Linked DNA regions of Oryctolagus cuniculus: region 1 is linked to region 2. A link is a contact called in public Hi-C data. All regions are on one chromosome and are shown on one strand. Each heading gives the region's core, a stretch centred on a gene start, on an enhancer-like site or on the middle of the called end of the contact. The rest is flanking DNA. Distances are from core to core; before and after follow the strand shown. Region 1 has its middle 96 kb from the start of TBL1XR1. Region 2 holds the start of LOC127482901 (a long non-coding RNA gene).

Evidence for each region. Hi-C and Micro-C count contacts between places; a contact is called where the count stands out from the background.
Region 1: a contact with region 2 is called in a Hi-C map of skin fibroblasts, with 4 times the contacts expected there. The contact joins two enhancer-like sites. A contact is called at or near these places in 3 of 6 Hi-C or Micro-C datasets (ear pinna, skin fibroblasts and an unstated tissue).

Annotation. Positions count from the first base shown.
Region 1 is chr4:102,619,500-102,625,919 of mOryCun1.1, forward strand. No RefSeq gene overlaps it. Among named protein-coding and RNA genes, the nearest start is that of TBL1XR1, 96 kb to the right of the region's middle. Within about 2 kb of position 4,517, at least 2 of the 8 cell types and tissues checked have an H3K27ac peak or open chromatin away from gene starts, as enhancers often do.
Region 2 is chr4:102,563,872-102,570,198 of mOryCun1.1, forward strand. LOC127482901 (a long non-coding RNA gene) reads right to left here and starts at 589. Exons shown (of 3, transcript XR_007908806.2): 1 at 310-589. Within about 2 kb of position 3,455, at least 4 of the 8 cell types and tissues checked have an H3K27ac peak or open chromatin away from gene starts, as enhancers often do.

The DNA of each region.
Region 1 (6,420 bases), core at 3,267-5,766, 57 kb after region 2:
CGCCTACATATTTACCAAAGGAGCCACCATATACATATAAAGGGCTTTGCTCCCTGGTTATTGCTTACTCACTCATAGGTTAGCACTGGGATTAAACTGGACCATAGTACTTCTTTATGGCCCATAGTGTTGGGATAAATTTCAAGCTGAACTAACTCTCTTCAGTGGCTCCAAATCTACATGTAAACCTCACGTGCCTTTGGTAAGAATATCTTCCACTAAGTTGAGAAAGCCAATCTAAAATGAAAGTAAAGCCAACACTCAGAGAAGAACATGAGGTTGAAAAGAATCTTGACATTTCAGTCCTTGGCTCAAAGTGTTCATAATCCAGCTGTATCTCTGCTCTCCCTCTGTCTTGATTATTCATCATTTCCTGGAATACCGAAACAAAATATTAGTATTCTTGCAATCAGTTGCCCTCTTTCCTAAAACAGTTTATATTGTGTTTTTAACATCTGTAACCAGGAGATCCTAAAAATTACAAAATAGACACTGTCCAATGCTCAGATTATATACTGATGACATCACTTGATTGCTTGGAGAATTATGTAAGATAATTAGCACAGAAATGCCTTGTCATCTGTACAACATGATTCAAGATGTGACTCTTCTGAGGCCCATATATTCAATAAAAATTCCTACTCAAAGACCAAAGAGTTTATCATGCTTCATATTTTCCATACTGTTCTGTACTTTTTATAATGTATTACAAATTTTTGTGGTTTAGAGGGTTACCTAACATGAAGTCATCCTTAGGGCAATAGAATATTGAGGGGCCAGCGCTGTGGTATGGAGAGTATGGCCGCCACCTGCAGTGCCAGCATCCTGTTTGGGCACCGGTTTGAGTCCCGTCTGCTCCACTTCTGATCCAGCTCTCTGCTGTGGCCTGGGAGAGCAGTGAGGATGACCCAAGTCCTTGGGCCCCTGCACCCACGTAGGAGACCCGGAAGAAGCTCCTGGTTCCTGGCTTCAGATAGGCACAGCTCCAGCCATTGCAGCCAGTTGGAGAGTGAACCAGCAGATGGAAGACCTTTCTCTCTCTTTCTGCCTCTGCCTCTCTGTAATTCTGCCTTTAAAATAAATAAATAAATCTTAAAAAAAAAAAAAAGTTCTAACTAGCAGTTGGTGATATCATAGCCAGCCTCTGATGCAGTGCACGGGTCAGTACAATATCAGGTGGTAGAACCCAAGCTGAATACCCACGGTGGATGGACTCATGGATGAAAACAGGTTTACAAACAAAATTAAACAACATTTGCAGCAGTGAATATTTTCTTTACATGTTACATAACTTTGAAATAACTTTGAGTGAGGTAAATATGGTTTTACTTACTAGGAAAATGTGTTCAAAACATGAGATACAAGAAGAGAACAGAGAGGTTGTATAATGAAAAAACTGGTACTTTCTTGTCTATAATATTATCTGGTATGGATTTTTCTTAGCTATGTTGCCCATAAGATTGCTGCCCAAAGACTAATCCTGAGATACAGTGATCAAAAGAAAAGTTATATGAAGAGACCACTAGGCCTGGGCAACATGGAATTAAGCAAACTTGTTTGTTTTGCAAATGATTTCTCAGTGCTTTATCATCTTTGTGAATCTCCAAGAGGGGCTTAAACCATCTCCCAAACTTATCTGATCATGGGACTCTTCTCTTTTGGAAGCATTTTTGAGATGAATGTTCCATGAAACACACTTTGGGAAAAGCTGGTCTAACCAACTCTCATTGAGTACTCGCTATTTTGATTACCTGGCTCACATATAGCTTTATAAACAGAGGTGGCCCTGTTAGTTAGCAGAATACCTAAACTTAGTTTGTCTACACCTCCACCTCCCATCAAACAACCATTGCTTCTGTTGTTACAATGCCATCCCCTTGGTTCTGATTACTTTTTGCTGATCTAGTACCCAATATGGAAGCTCCCAAGAAAACAAACAAGGTAGGCCAACATTTCTCAAGCATTTCCAGGACAATTCCTCTAGTGGCAGAGCAGGAGGAACTAACAGCCCTGAGAATCTGCTTGAAGTAGCTGAAAGCTCACTAGTGATTTCAAATGTTCTGGTGGTTTTAATATTCATATGAGTTTTACACTCAGTACCATTATATACCCAAGTTTGCCTTAATATAAAACTACATCACAGGCACTGGTGCTGTGGTATAGCAGGTAAAGCCGCTGCCTGCAGTGCCGGCACCCCATATGGGTGCCAGTTCGAGTCCCAGCTTCTCTAATTCCCATCCAGCTCCCTGCTATACCCTGGGAAAGCAGTAGAAGATGGCCAAGTCCTTGGGCCCCTGCATCTACGTGGGAGACCCAGAAGAAGCTCCAGGCTCCTAGCTTCGGATTGGCCCAGCTCCAGCTGTTGTGGCCATTTGCAAGAGTGAACAAGCAGATGGAAGGTCTCTCTCTCTCTCTCTCTCTCTTTTTCTCTGTGCCTCTGTAACTCCACTTCTCAGAGAAATAAATACATCTTTAAAGAAAAAAAAAAAACTACATTACATGACTTGGCAGCAAACACAATCTATCCCAATGAAGATGGGCCATATTCTAGCCCGTGACCATAGGCAACCTGTTCCGTGTTTCCCCCGACTGCATGTAGAACAAGCCTTGGGGAGGGGGCCCTGGTAAGAGCACAAGTGGGAAATCAGCAGGCCCACAGAAAGGGGCAGTAGTAGGGGAGTACCAGAGCACCGGCACAAAGCCAGAAGACACTTGGCCACCACGAAGGCGAGGTGTTCCCGGAGAAGGGGACAGAGCTGGAGGTGGTGCTCTGGGAGTGAGCAAATGGAGAGGCAGTCCCCGAGCTCCGCCCCCCGCCCAGGCCTCTTTCCCCTCCCTCCTTCTGATCCGGAAGGCTGCTCTGTGTCCACACTCACCTTTCTCTCCACTTCCTCCTTCCTCTTCTGTCCCTTAAACTCATGTTGATTACCCCCTCCTCCCATTTTCTTTATTTCTTCTACTTTACCCCTAATCCAGTGTACTATTTATTATTGGGGGGGCAGGGCAGGACAGAAGGTGGATGGACAGGTGAGGGTGACCAGGAGCAAACCTTTGGCTTTTCTTTGTGCAGAAGGAACCAACTTCAGTTCCTTTTGCTTCATGCCATAGGTCCCAAAAGGATATGAGCACAAGGTGGCTGGGAGTGGGGGAATTCTGCTACTTTCTTCCCACTCTGCAATAACTGGTATTGATGACAGTGTCAGAAGCGGCTTTCCACGTCCAGTGTTAGTGGTTTTCAAGCTTTTGAAACTGAACACTTTGCCAAATCAACTTACCTGCAGCAAAGAAAAGTAGTATTTTTAAGCATAAAGATGTAGCCATTATATTCAATAATCAGGATCCAGGAAACACAACAGGAAATAGCTATGCGCTTCTCCCCCACTGCCAGTGCATGCCCATTCTTTGGGCTGGTGTTCCTCTTCCTTTGGAGGCAACTTAGTGCCAGCCTTTTCTGATCCCATTTAGATCTAAGAAAGAAAAAAGAAAAGTCCTTTGCTCACTCTTCACCTTCAAAGAGTTTCAGGTCAGCTATCAATCTGGGGAGTTAACTCCATGCTGCTGCCCTCCCAGGGTGAGTCTGCTTTCGGCTGGCTTCCAGTACTAGGAGAAGGGCTTTGAGCTGGTTCATTCTTTAGGTTGCCACCTTCTTCTGTTTTGCTCCCTTTAATTGATGGAGTCTCCCCCACATCTGCCAGATTAGAAGGTCAGGAGAAAGGTGGAGAAAAGTTTTCCTGAAGGTGCTGCTGTGGGTAGCACTGGTGCTCTCTGAGCCTGAGATGTGTAAAATGTTGCCTCTTTCTCCTGTGGGGTTTTGAGAGACCCTGGCATCTATGGACTTCCATTTGCTGTTCTTGTGACATTCGGTGTGAATGTCTTGAAGTGGGTGACTTAATGCTTCCATCAGCCCCTACCTCTAGCCTTTTTCTACTGAGATTTCCTGGCCTTAGGCTGGTGAGGCAGAATCTAAGGCAACTCAAGCCAGCTCATCCTCTGTCTTAGAATGTACAGGTCCATAGAAACATGCAGCTGCTATTTTTCATGAAAAGGCTTGTGCCTCCCTAATATACATCTTTATCTCACCTGCACAGCCTCTGGCTCTGATCGCTAGATGCTGGGCCACTGCCTCCCCTCCCTTGCAGGGGACCCAAGTGCTCCAAGTGGTCTCCCTGAAGCCCTCATTGCTGGTTGTGGGTAAAGGGCTCTAACAGCACCCTGACAACTCTCTCTAAAGATCTGAAAATCTTCCTTCTAACCATTCTTGGTTAGAACCTTAATCTCTCATTCCAAAGTAGGTGAGGGGTAAAGATTGCAAAACTAGTTTTCAACATCTTTGTGTGGGTTCTGCCCAGCAGATTTCTCCTACAATGTATTCTGAGTTCACATTTGTAACATTTCCACTAAGATGCCACATAGATGAACTCAGGAATTTGAAAACAAGAGTTAAGAAAGATTGTTGAGTCAAAGGTCAGACATTTGCAAAACCTTAGAAACAGCTGCAGAGAGCCTTCCCCACTGACAGCAGTCCTTGCTGTTAGAAATGAGGAACCTGAAGCCTAGATGAGGAAAGAGAATTTACCCAGGATATCATTGTTGTAGGCAGCAACATTGTGGCCAAATCATGGTCCCTTAATACCTATCCCCGTGGATTCATTGCCACGTGGTCTGGGCCACATCCCATGACTCTCGGAGAAATAGATGAAGCTTGTATCATTTGGGCAGCCCCTGGAGCTCCACTGGGAGAAACCTGGCTTCAAGCTCCAGCTGCTTCCTGTGCTCCCTGAGTGACCCTGGGCACAGCTCTTGTCTCTAAGCCTTGGTTCTCTTACACAGCATTGATAATGGTATGAAGAACAAAACGGGTCATTGATAGAAATTACCTTAGGCTAAAGCTAGTTGGGGGAGGAGGGTTGTATGTGACCATGGTCTATTTAGGATAACCTTGGTCTCAAAATTATTGGAGATTTATTATAAGGTCACTCATTTTTGAAGGTCATTGGTCATCAGATATACATAATCTAAACAAATGTCTAAGATTTTTCACATAACCCTTACGTATCTGTGCATCAGTGTCTCATTACTTTGCCTTTAAAAAGAATACAGGGGCTGTCATTGTGGTGCAGTGGGTTAAGCCACTGCCTTGGATGCTGACATACCATATGAGCACTGGGGTTCGAGTCCTGGCTGTTCCATTTCTGATCCAGCTCCCTGCTAATGTGCCAGGAAAGCAGCAGAAGATGGTACTTGAGCCTTTGCCACTCATATGGGAGACTCGGCTGAGGCTCCTGGCTTTGGCCTGGCCCAACCCCTGCCATTGCAGTCATTGAGAAAGTGAACCAGTAGATGGAAGATCTCTCTCTTTCTTGCTCTCTCTATCTCTCTCCCATAGATTAAAGGATTTGAAGAGAATGGTATGTTACAGTATTAGAGTAGTAAAATACTACACATTTTGTCTATATCCAAACGCTGAGGAAAACAGCTGGATAAGCAAACAAATTGAGATTACAAAGCACCAGGAAACAAAGACACAGGTGTCAACACAGGGCTGGGTAAAACAGTGTCCACAGCAACAGGACTGCTGCTCCCACAAGGCTATGGAACAGGGTGCAGTCTTTCTCTGAGGACTCTTTCTGTAACAAGCCACAAGGCACACACTTCAGTGCCCCATGCTGTCTGAAAGTCTATCTAACACACAAAGAAAAAATACACACCAGGTGGCTCTCTCAACAGGAGTCCCTGGGACAAATCCGTGCCAAAGGCACAGAGAAAGTCAGAGCAGGTCAAGGGGCATTTTACTGGGGCTCAGAGGCAAGGGTGTTGTAATCAGCTTCTTCCCCAAGCAGGAAAACTCGCCCTCTATCCTTGCTTGAACTCTTTCGGTTGCAAAATACATGCAATGCTCTTAAAAGCCCTCCAGAAAAGACTTTAATCTTCATTGTCACCATTTCTGAAAGAAGGGAGAGAGATCAAAGGAAAGTGCTTCTCTTGGACTAAAAACTCTAGCTTCCTTCCAATTCCAACCTCCTATAGGAGAGTATGTGGTCACTCTTGACTTTATTTTTATTTGTGATTATTAAAAGCAAGGGAAGTAAGTTTAAAAAAAACCGCAAGTGCAGACCTCAGTGAGTGGTATGTGGGAGATGAGGGCCCAGTATAGCAGGGCACAACATATCACCCGTGAGTCACAGGGTGTGGCAGTCCAGTTAACTCTACAACTCACAACAGGTCCATTATTTCCACTGCTTAAAGCTGTCTCGGGTTGTCGATTTTCTCAAAATAATCATATATTCATACTAAATCATTTGTGTTTTGTTTTTTTGCTTTTTAAAGATTTTATGTATTTAAGAGGTAGAGTTAGAGAGAGAGAGAGAGAAAGAGAGAGAGAGGTCTTCCATCTGCTGGTTCACTCCCAAAATGGCCACA
Region 2 (6,327 bases), core at 2,205-4,704:
AGTATCTGACTTGCATCTGAGGATATTTACCCACATGGATCCAAAGTGTGCGATCCACTTATCTAGAGATTATCTGGGGCACCCAATGATTCATAGAAACTGTACCAACACCATGGCCTCCAGGCTCAGACCTCCTCGGCTCTGGATGGCTTCTTTCGACCCTGGCAGAATGTTCTGTCCCTGTGAGTCCCCTGGGAGGCAGCCAGAAAAAGCCTCAAGAAGCCTGTTTCAAGCAGAGGCCCTGTGAAGGGATACAAAGACTCAAATGCTTTTTGTCACCAAGCAAACAGCTTAAATGAGTGCGCCTACCTGGGGGAGTGAGAGGACCGGAAGAGGTTAGAGCTGTGGGCAGCAGTGAGCTGTGCTGGCTTAGAGGAGGCAGCTGCTTGCTCCACCCGGTTGCTGATGTGGCTTGTGTTGCCCAAAGCTGTTTACTCTTCAGGAAAAATTGGATTTTTACGTGAAATCTCTGGGTTTTTTTAATCCAATTTTTAAAAGACGCCTATTCAGGCCAACCTACATAGACATGGGACCTCAATTTGGCTCTTAAGCCTCCGGATTGCAAGGCCTGCTCCTGTGCTCCTCAAAGTTCCTTCCCAGGTTCAAGAACTGTTTGTTACATTCCGCCATGAGATGTGCATAGCAACTGAGAATAACATTTAGAAACCTCAGTAACCATTTGACAGAATGATTTTCTGAATCTAATTTTCTGAATCTAATAATAAAAAAATTGGCTTGTGTTTTGTATATTTTTTATTTAATTTTTTTTTAAAGAAAAGAAATCAGCATGCAAGCAATTGGAAATCTTGCCCAGAGATAATTCAAAAAAGCAATGCCGTGGCCTTCATCAAGCCAAAGGATCCATGTGCAGACACTGCCTGTCCCACAGCAGGGTCAGGGCTTTGTAGCTGAATGTCTTCACAGGGACCCCCCCGCAAAGGGGTAACCCTGGGTGAATGAAAATGCGCCCGGTATAACCAGCTGACAAACACGTGACAGTAAAGGCCCTGGGGGTCCCCTCCTTTCCCGCAGAGGATTGTGGGAAATGCCAGTGTCACTCTAACAGGACTCCTTCTACGCCCACCAGGTCCGGGTGCCTCCTCCTCCCCCGACCAGGCCAGGAGGACTGACACTGGAGAGGCACAGGGCATGCTCTGGCACTGATGCTTGTCCAACACGCTGCGCTCCTTTGGAGATCCTCAACATGGTTCCTTTCCACAAATTCTCTTCTCTTCCTTCTCATTTCAGGGCTCTCTGCTAGGCCAAAGCGCCAACTTCCTAATCCCAGGGGTTCTGCCCAAGCCAACCCTCTGGCCTTTGTCCTCCCCTGCCTTGGCAGAAACCCCAGGGCGGCGAGCGCGTTGCCAAGTTTCAAAGCTCAGCACCCTGAACTCGGCAGCTGGTACCCTCGCTTAGCAAGGACCCCTGGATCGGGCAGTTGTGTCTGGCAGGACTTGGGCAAGGGCCAGAGGGTCGGTTGGGTTAGGAAACAGAAGTGCTTAGAGATTTAAGAGACTCTTCCTGCGGAGAACCAAAGAGGCAGACTGGTCTCTAATGAGCTCAGAAAACCCCCAAGCGAGAGAGGCGTCCCCTGGCGCAGGTCCTGGGCACCGCCCCTCCTCCCCACTTCGGTCTCCACAGGCGGAACAGGAACAGGAACACGCATGCACCGAATGGCCTGGAAGGCCTGCTTGGCTGCTCGGGCTCCCCAGCTGCCTCGCCTCGGAAAGGGGAAACGGGGAAGGGACAGGCCTGGGGAAGTGATTTTTAGAAGTGCAAGCCTGGTGGGAGAGTTTTCCTTCGGACCATCTGGAAGGAAGCAGTCATAACCGACTACAAATTCTCCTGAACCGATCAAGTGCACATAGGGAAATTGTTACATTGTTGAGACCCGAGTCTGCTTCGCTTCCGGCGGGAGGGGGGGTGTTTCTATCACTGCCTATGGCGCTGGGCCTGAGGTTCCCAGGGTAGGATGGGGCCAGGCAAGAACAGCTCTGCCCTTGTACTTCTCTGGGCAGCCAGCTCAGGGCTGGCTGCCATTTTTTGCCACTTAAGATACTAAGAAAATCTCAAATGAGGTCAGTCAGCCCTGTGTGTGTGTGTGTGTGTGTGTGTGTGTGTGTGTGTGTGTGTGAAGAAAGAAATCGCCTGTTTGGCCAAATAGAGAAGGTACAGCGTTGTCTAAGTTTTACGGCTGTTTTTTTAAACTCAGGTGTGTGTATGAACAGAACAGTAATCGATAGTTAAGTCATTATATAAGCTGTTTCAAGTACCACAGCCAAGAGGAGGGGGGGATCATCTAAAATACATGAAATTATCTTTAAAAACTCGTTCTAGGAAAAGGAAATGCCAGAGTAGCAACATAAAGGAGTCTTAATTAACAACAAATTAATCTACTTCCCTCCCCCCCCCCAAAAAAAAACTGAGCCACTCTGCACAAGGGAGCCGTTGGGGGAGCAGCCTGCACCGTGGATCTGGGATGTGTTTCCTATGGATGTGTGTTTGCCCAGCATGCGGCTTAAAGAAAAACACAGCCACCAAACCACCCAGCTCAGCCCTGGAGGGAGGAAGAGACCAGGAAGACCTAATCAGCCGTGATGGCGATTACATAAGAGACTCGCACAGGCAAACCCCGAGAGGCTCAGAAGAATCAGCTTTGGGCTCCTGGGCCTAGAAGATGCCTTTCTTTTTTTCCTATGCAAAGATCACTGAAAATGCTTCTGGATGTCTCTGGTAGAAACACAGGTCACTTAAGGATGATTTATAAGTGTGCCCCCAAGCCACAGTGAAGGCTGTATCGATATCTAAAGTGCATCTGCATCCAGCGCAGCAGAAGCTGAGGATCTGCTCCTAATTGGTGCCCAGAAGACGCTCCCCGCCGAGCACCGAGCCTTGCTCCGAGCAGCCGCCCCGCCCGAGGCCTCCAGGCTCCCAGTTCAGGGCCCTTTCTTGGGCAGCCAGAGTGCTCCTCTCTTAGAGAATGCCAGGTACTCTGGAAAGTAGCCGTGTAATAATACACAAACCCCTGATGATGTCAGCGTGTTATTGACTTTCCAAGTCTGAATGACTGAGCAGAGGAGCGGGGGTGGGGCGCGATCCATCCGGCAGCGCGGGGACCGGCCAAGCGAAAATGGGCTCGCGGGCGCGGCGGGGGAGGGGCGCCTTGCAGCCGCTCGGCGCTGGGGCTCTGCCGCCGCCGCGTCGGGGTCGCAGCCGCTGGGGCTTGGGGGGTGGCGGGGTGGGGGGTTCGGGCTCCCGCTCCTCCGACGCTTACGTTTGGTCAAAAACTCTTCAGGCAGAAATAACTGATGCCGCCCCCTCCACCCCCCGCCCTCCGGAAGCTTTTACCACGTGGCAGAGCAGGGCTACAAAGCCGGGAGCGGAGGCACGGGGTGGGGGGAGGGGAGGCCGCCTGCGCCCATCCCCCACCCGCGTGCCCAGCCTCCCCCGTGGGTGCGGGGTCCCGGGGCGCTCTCCGTGGCGGACTTCCTTCTCCAGGTGACCGCTTGGATTTTGCGCCTCAGCGGCGGTGGCATTTTATGGGCCACGATCTGCTTGGTTTATGGAGCCGGCAGTGCAGGTGCAGAGTTATAGGCTCCCGTTCTCACCCTGCAAATGGACCACAGAGCCATCTGTCATCTTCAAGGCTAGGTGTGAACCGGGCCGGGTTGTCCTTAAATGGGATTGCAGTTAAAGGCCGGGATCTGGAGGGACGCTCTCCCAACCAGGGCGTGGCCTTGCCTGCGGTGCCGGGGCCTTGCATTCAGGCCCCGAGCACCCCTCCCCCCACCCCGCGCCCTGCTCGGCGTGGGCTCCTCAGGCCGCATCCCTGCACGCCTCGGGCCCGGGTGGGACCCCGGCCCAACCCGCGGTGTCGGGCTGCCCCTCCCCCAGGGCCGGCCTTCTCCTCCCCGCTGAGCTGGGTGGGTGCGCGCCCTGGGTGGTGCCAGCAGCCCAGAGACTTGGAAGCGCCTGGAAGCAGAATCCTGCTCTGTGGGCTTCTTAGCTGCCTAAGTGTGGGCCGGGTGCTCAACGTCTCTGAGGCCCGCATCTGTGAAATGGGGGCAGCAGCCAGGCCCCTCAGTGACCGTCGTGAGGATTCAGTGAAATCCAGATTTCGCAAGGGACTGGCTTGCCCAGAGTCCAGTCCTGGGCGGCCGGTGAGGCCAGAGCCCCTGCGGTGGTTTCTGAAAACGCACCGGCAGCCCGGCGTCCTCAGCCCTTCCCCCTCCACTCCTGGCTTAGTGGCGCCCCACACCCGCAGTTACAGCAGGAGCCGCTTTGTCGGCGCCGAGAGAGAGTGGGCAGGGAGCCTCCGACCTAAGCTGTACCAGTCGCTGCCCTTCCCCAACCTTGTGGCAGGCAGGGAGTCCGCGAGCAAAGACCTGACACAACACAGGTTTTCTTGGGGGGGATTTTGAAACTGGAAGTGAAAAAACACAGTTTCTGCCCAGGGCTAAAACTGCAAGTTGGTGTATTTAGGAACCTTGTGTATGAGCTGTTTCCCAGCGTGTGTGAAGGCAGGGCTGGGGGCAGGGACAGAGCCCAGTGGGGGCTGATGGAATTGGCGGTTGGTGCATGCTGCCTGCCACGGATGACTTGTGACCACCTACACATTCTCCCTACTGCTTAACCTGATTGGTGTTTTGTTACTTGCAACCCCCAAGCAGTCCAAAATGGCTTTTGTTAGTCTTAACTTGCACAGAATCTTAGTGCAAAACTCACTCCCCACCCCCCACAGTAAACCCCACCCCCACCCCCAGGCAAAGCTGTGTCTTTTGTCCTGCACAGGCTATATAGTTGTCAGTGCCCCATCACCAGGTGCTTAATAAATGCTCTTTAAAATGCATGGAGCCAAGTCTGTGTGGACAGGAAGTGCACCGCTGGCTTTTTGAACAAGAGACTGGCGGGTTAATTTAAAGGGGAAGCAATACTCATCGCGGCGGACTTCAAGAAGCCCATCTTATTCCACCCTAGTGGTAATTAGGGTTCATTCGAGTGAAGAGAAAGAAGGAAACTTTATCCCCTCTAAATTGCATTTAATAAAAATCTTGGAGAAAATGAGTGAATTGTCGCGCTTAATAAGTCCCCCTGGGTTTTGTTGGAAGGAGGCTGAGGTAGTGTACAGTAGTCAACGTTTATGGGACAGCAGATCTGCATTTTATCTGAGCATGAAATGCAGCACTGGCTTAACCTCCTTTTTTTTCCCCCTCATTTGTTTCCAACAGGTTTTTTTCCAGCCCATGAGTCACTTCCAGTCAGATTCAAAGACAAAAGCCTGCTAATTGTGAGTCTGTGAGTCAAGGGTCCCACCCTGCCTTATCGTGCACACCCTCTCTTGCTTTAATAAGACAGACAGGACAGGGCGCAGCGTGTGAGGCCCTTGGTGCTTCTGGGAGGGGCCCTGCCATCCAGCAGCTGACCCCTCAACCGGTAGCACCTGGGAGGTGCAGCCAGGAACTGTTGGTGCAACCCATGTGTTCCGAAAGCACTCTGCTGGGCTCAGAGCTACAGAGGGGAGTATAAAAGGACGGGACTGGGAATGGGAGAGGGAGGAGGAGGTGGGGTGGGAGGGTGGTTATGGTGGGAAGAACCTCTATATTCCTAAAGTTGTACTTAGAAAGTTGTACTTAGAGCCGGCGCCGTGGCTCAATAGGCTAATCCTCCACCTTGCGGCGCCGGCACACCGGGTTCTAGTCCCGGTTGGGGCGCCGGATTCTGTCCCGGTTGCCCCTCTTCCAGGCCAGCTCTCTGCTATGGCCAGGGAGTGCAGTGGAGGATGGCCCAGGTGCTTGGGCCCTGCACCCCATGGGAGACCAGGAAAAGCACCTGGCTCCTGGCTCCTGCCAGGATCAGCGCGGTGCGCCGGCTGCAGCGGCGGCCATTGGAGGGTGAACCAACGGCAAAGGAAGACCTTTCTCTCTGTCTCTCTCTCTCACTGTCCTCTCTGCCTGTCAAAAAAAAAAAAAAAAAAAAAAAAAAAAAAAAAAAAAAAAGAAAGTTGTACTTAACAAACAAATGGTTTCTAAAAAAAAAAAAAAAAAAAAAAGAGGCCAGACTCTCTAACAACTTATCAAATAATGAAGAACAAAGCCGGAAAGAAAGAAGCCAACGTTAGACACGTTTGCAGGGCTGAAGAGGAGTAAGTCCTAAAACCTACCGGTAGCCCCCTAGCCTGTCATGAACACTTTCCTAGATAATGGTTCCACGTCCACCTGGCTGCTCATACCAAGAACACAAGTTTTAGTTTTTTGTTTTGTTTTTTGTTTTGTTTTTTTTTGACAGAGTGGACAGTGAAAGAGAGAGAGAGAGAGACAGGTCTTCCTT